Regions from separate parts of the Mus musculus genome. Here region 1 is linked to region 2. The links are chromatin contacts, called in public promoter capture Hi-C maps. All regions are on one chromosome and are shown on one strand. Each heading gives the region's core, a stretch centred on a gene start, on an enhancer-like site or on the middle of the called end of the contact. The rest is flanking DNA. Distances are from core to core; before and after follow the strand shown. Region 1 has its middle 230 kb from the start of Abra. Region 2 holds the start of Angpt1 (angiopoietin 1).

The links. Promoter capture Hi-C pulls out the DNA fragments that hold promoters and counts their contacts.
Region 1: a promoter capture Hi-C map of pre-B cells shows a contact between it and region 2, with 6 times the contacts expected there. The contact joins the enhancer-like site here to the promoter of Angpt1 in region 2. A contact is called at or near these places in 18 of 39 promoter capture datasets (the 3T3-L1 cell line, 3T3-L1-derived adipocytes, the C10 cell line and 13 more), 3 of 15 datasets of contacts at CTCF or cohesin (the NIH/3T3 cell line, large pre-B cells and pro-B cells) and 9 of 115 datasets of contacts at active chromatin or transcription factors (DN3 thymocytes, the SCID.adh cell line, acute myeloid leukemia and 6 more).

The regions. Positions count from the first base shown.
Region 1 is chr15:42,100,988-42,103,687 of GRCm38.p6, forward strand. No RefSeq gene overlaps it. Among named protein-coding and RNA genes, the nearest start is that of Abra, 230 kb to the left of the region's middle. Within about 2 kb of position 1,359, at least 6 of the 459 cell types and tissues checked have an H3K27ac peak or open chromatin away from gene starts, as enhancers often do. A contact at or near this core is called in the SCID.adh cell line and pre-B cells, where this site is marked.
Region 2 is chr15:42,675,553-42,678,252 of GRCm38.p6, forward strand. It overlaps Angpt1 (angiopoietin 1), which reads right to left and starts at 1,425. Exons shown (of 9, transcript NM_009640.4): 1 at 613-1,425. The coding sequence starts at 909.

The DNA.
Region 1 (2,700 bases), core at 109-2,608, 570 kb before region 2:
CCTGCTCCAACCAGAGAGCTGGAGCAACACAGATGCTGCTATTTTAAACCACAAGCTTCTGGCATGCTTTGCTCCTCAGCCTTAAATAATTCACAGTCCAAAACTTGTCTGTTAATATTCCTGCTCAGAAAATATTTGGTTGTTCATAGCTTTACTCAAACCTTTGTATTTTTAATATATTTAAAAATTTTGTTTATAAAAATTATTATTGAATGTATGCTTAAATTTGATTACCCTTTTATTTTACAAAATGACTTAATATAAAAGGACAATAATTTTTATTCATTACTTCCAGATTCATTTACATCTTTGCTATGGTTACAGATGTACTTGGAATTGTTTCTTGTGATTCATGCTCCTCTTTGATTTGTTTTCCCGGTTGAATTATATTCCTTTGTTTGAATTCTCCCCCTTTGCCATTCTAATCTTAAAGGTTACATAATCTCATCAGTCATATTTAGTAATTTAAAAATCTAGAGGTAGCCAGGCTCCTAATGAGTCTTCTAAAGAATACAGGAACATAAGTAACTTGCCTTCAACTCATCCCCTTCAAAGAACAATTATAAGTTGTTCAACACAAGGTTGTACAACTTTGGGTGATGACAGGCATGTCTATATCTATTTTTTTATGCCTTTATCTCTGTTGCTACTAATAATGGAAAAACAGAAAGTTGGCCATTAATGGAAGAACAGAAAGGTGGCCATTAATACTGAAGAACAGAAATTTTGGGTTAATTTTACTGATATTTAATTAGCATCTTGCAGCCAAGAGACACTGTGTAGTTTATTGTAAGGCTTAGCTGGTGGTTTTATTTTGTGAATCTAGACGTTCATTTTATTATTATTTTCATCACTTTTGTGTAATATGCACATTTAATCAGGTCACTTCACCAACAATTCTGGTTGTATGCAGAACTTGATAGAAACCTCTTTCATTTTAGAAGGTATAATGACAGCCCATATGTGGTAAACTTTGGTAGTATATCATTTGATGAAGTCCTTAAAAAATGAAATTTTAAACAGTTCTTTGCATTTATGATGTACCTGGGTTTGGGAAGGTGCACGTGCTCTAGTGTGCATGCATGTAGGAGTCACCAAATGACATTATGTGACTTTCTCTGTCACCCATAGCCTGCCTCCCCCCCCCTCTCTCTCTATCTGTACCTGAGGTTCTTGCTGAAGCAAAAGCTCCTAAGCTTCTAGAGCCCACTATACTCTGCCTCACCAATGCAGTAATCACGTCTGACCATGCCCAGCTTTTATGCGCTAGAGACTTAAATTCGGGTCTTCAAGCTTGCACAGCAAACATCCTTACCCACTGAGCCATCTCCCATCCCCAAATAACAAAAGTTTCAGTTCCTTAGGACTCTTGGCTTCCAAAGAAGCAGTTGAGAACATGCTTTCAAACTGTATCACCTCCCCTAAATGAGCTGTTTTTCTTCTTGTGATGTTTTTAGAAAAGTTATCTTTGACTTTCTAAATTTGTGCATGCATGTGTTAGGCTTCCTTTACCTAGTTGGAGAGGATGCCTTATCAGGTTGAGACTTGATGTGCCAGAATGGGGAGGTATACAGGGGAGGAGGCACCCTGTCAGAGGAGAAAGGGGCGAGGTTGTTGTGGGGCAAGGGACTCTATAAGGAAGGAACAGGGAAGGGGAGCAGCATTTGGGATGTAAATATATTAATTAATTAATGAAAAAAATGTCAAACAAAAATGATGTAAGGATTTCTTGGTAGGTCAAGAAAAAAACAAGAGGATCCAGAAGTGGCAAGGGTGAGATTGTCAGTGAACACTTCCTCTGGCCAGGTCTCACTGGCCTTTCACCATTTCCTAACAATACTATCATAGTATGACTTCATCGTGGACTAAAACAGTCACTGTATTAGAACCTTCACAATATGATACTCTCTGGATGTTCCATCACAGACACACCCAGAGATTTATAAGTGTTCTCAGCCTTACTCAATCAAGTCAAGCGAAGATTGCCATGTTTTGCTTTATCTGTTCACTGTATACTGTGTATACTCTGTCTCTAGATTCTCTCCATAGGAGGGACTAATGCAATGCTCAGTTTATTTTTTTTAAAGAATTGTTTATTTATTTTATGTATGAGTACATTGTCGCTGTCTTCAGACACACAAGAAGATGGCATCAGATCCTATTACAGGTGGTTGTAAGCTACCATGTGGTTGCTGGGAATCGAACTCAAGATCTCTGGAAGAGTAGTCAGTGCTCTTAACTGCTGATCCATCTCTCCAGCGACCTCAATTTAATTTTTAACCTTCTAATATCTCCTTTTCATTCTCTTGGTGCTGTTTCTAAGAATTATTATTATGTTTGAGCTTATCATTTGATTTCTATCTTCCATGGCCTGTGACCTTTTCCTTATAACCAAGTGTCAGAAACCCTTCAGCTCTTACTGTCTAGTTTCTATTTTCTGGTTGTGTCAAACATATTGTTCAGTGTAGCTCATGAGTGTTTCTTTTCCCTGGACCTGTTTTTAAACTTCCAGTATTTGATCTTTTAAATATCAGATGCTTCCCCTTTTTTAAGGTATAAGATTTTTATTGATTTCCACTGGAAGCTTATCTTTCCTTACATATTTTAGAATCTGATCCTCTTCTCTTTTTACCAGGCAATTATTGCATGCTCAGTTTGGGAGGTTGGCTTGTTTTCACTGTCTGCGGTCCTTCATGGCAA
Region 2 (2,700 bases), core at 175-2,674:
CCTTTCTTACAATTTTCCCATCAGAAGCTATTTTTTTTTTTTCATTTCAGATGTCAGTCCTCATATACCACTTGTGAAGTTAAGTTCCTTTAACTTACAAATACAATCTTTCTAAACGAAGACAATATGGGTACTTTATACTTATTCTCATTGCATACTTTTATTAAAAGTTGGTGGGGGTAAGCATTTTATGAAGATTTCCCATGGCAACTCACAAAACTCCTTGCTGTACATTCCATTTGAACCTCTGTTAATATCACCATTATGATTTCCTTTTACACCACCTTGTCCAAGAAGTGCGCGCTTACTTTTTCAAAGTTGGGCTTTGACAGTCAAAATGCCTAAGATAAACTTTAAAAAACAACAGGGTTGGCATAAAATTTGCTAATGTTAGACGCACATTTAGGAAGCTACAGGATCAGAGGTTCCCACAAGCCCAGGACCCTTGGCTTACCCAGGAAGTTGAGTCCAGAGAGGGAGCCTTTTTTCTTTTGCAAACACTGCCCCCCGGAGCAAAAGGTAAACACAAATGCCCCCTACGGAACTCTGAGCTCCCTGCAGAGAGGGAAGGGAAAAGCTCAGAGCAATTAGAAACCGAAAGCGATCACTTACTTTTTGCAGCCACTGAGTATAATTTTCCATCACATGCTCCAGATGCTGAAGTTTCTGGGAAGAGAAATCCGGCTCCACGTGTGGAGCATCCCTTTGCAGAGCGTTGGTGTTGTACTGCTCTGTCGCACTCTCACGGCAGTTCCCGTCGTGTTCTGGAAGAATGAAAGTGTAGGCACATTGCCCATGTTGAATCCGGTTATATCTTCTCCCTCCGTTTTCTGGATTTCGGCGCTGGTTGCTGCACCCTATGTGAGTCAGAATGGCAGCGAAGAATGCAAAGGAAAGGAAAACTGTCATTGTACTGCCAGCGCTTGCCTTCCGTGCCTCCTGCAAAGCTTGCTCTTCTCTTCTGACCTTTAAACTAGTTCTTTATTTCAGGTAAAACTGCTTGTTTGACTCTTTCCCCGTTAAAGAAAGCGTTTGAAGAAGATCCACAGAAAACTAGCCATTTGTTAGCTTTGTTCTAAAAAAGCGTTACTTTAAAAAATTTTAACTGTAATGATAGTTTCCTTCGTTAAAACTTGAGATATTTATTGCAATAGTAGCTTAGATTTATTGTTTCCTCTCTGTGTAACCGTTCAGCGTGGAGCCTGCCCGCGTCAGCTGCGAGTACATATTCTAGCCCCTTTCCTCTACCCTATCTGCAGCAGATCTGCTATTTTCTCCCAGACCTCAGTGAGTTTTATTAAGGTTGCACATCCAAGCCAAGCTGGAAGCAGGCAGCCTTCACAAGATGACTTGACAGGAATGCATGAGTGTGCCCCTATGCTAAGGATTGCTGATGGCTTTGGGCGGCGGATCGGCTTACAAATTGGCTAGATGCGCATGACCTCGATCATGTATGGGCCTCCCGCCCCCTTCCGCAGACAATTGCCTTGAGTCCTTAGCAGATGCACGGAAAATCAATAAACAGAGCAGTCCACCTTAATAGGTTCGGGTGTGCTTGCTGACCTACTAACATCTAAGCAAGCTAGAAGTATGTTTTCAAAGTTATTGTTTAATTGAGGAACCCTAATTTGGCACAATCTCCAATGGATTTTTTTATAATTGTATAAAATTATTAAATTTAAAAAATTACTCCAGAAAAGACATTTAAAAACTATTTTTAGAAATGGCATTCTCCCCTTTGTATTTACATAGGCTTTAAGGAGAATAAAAGAATCAAAGGATCAAATTATCAAGGAAATTACCATAATTTGTCACTCAAAGCAACATATCATGTGCATACTAAGTAGTATTTTGAAAGCACCTTTTGGGATATGGATTTTAAATGACGCTGGTTTCTTGGTCAGAACGCAGCTGTTCACATTCTCTGAGTATAAATTGAGCAACTTCCCTACAACAACAATGTGGTTACAGTTTAAGACAGTGGCCTGAGAATTATTAATTCCTGTGGTACATGCTAATCATATATTTCACAAGAACCTCTGGCATTGCTATGGCTGCCTTTAACACTGGTATGGAAATTCCACACACATCCTTTGTGGCTACAGAGTCAAACCATCTGAGAACAAGCGTGTATCAGGTGTGCCAATGGCTTACACAAGCGAAACCTCTGCGATTTTTATTAAGAAAGAAAGCCATATGATCCGAAGGTGCTTTCCTAAGTACAGAATATAAATATTTGAATAAAGGTACAGTCAAGTGCAAAGACCAGGAGATGATTACAGAATTTAGGGTGGAATCAGGATACTGGATGTGTGTACATGCAGGATTTTCATTAGGAACTTCGTGGGCTTTGGAAGTGAAAGAGCCTCTGCTCTCAGGCATGTATACAAACAGAAGCCACAGCATGACTCTTGAGTCCTGGAATGGGGGCAGAGCAGTGGGTAAGGGCAGTGGTGGCTACAGATGCATCTTTAGGAAGGAAAGCAGAGGTCAAAACTGACTCCAGAGAGGAGGTGGTTTGCTTACAGTAAACAAACAGTGATGAGATTCGTTGGTCCTTTCCACACCAAATAACAGGCTTCTGGGCAGATTGATACATTATGCCAAACATAGGAGCAAAGTTCTCTGACCCTGCAAGAGACTTGCCACATTACATATAAGAGTCATAGGAAAGGTTGCTCTTAGGCAGCGATAATGCCA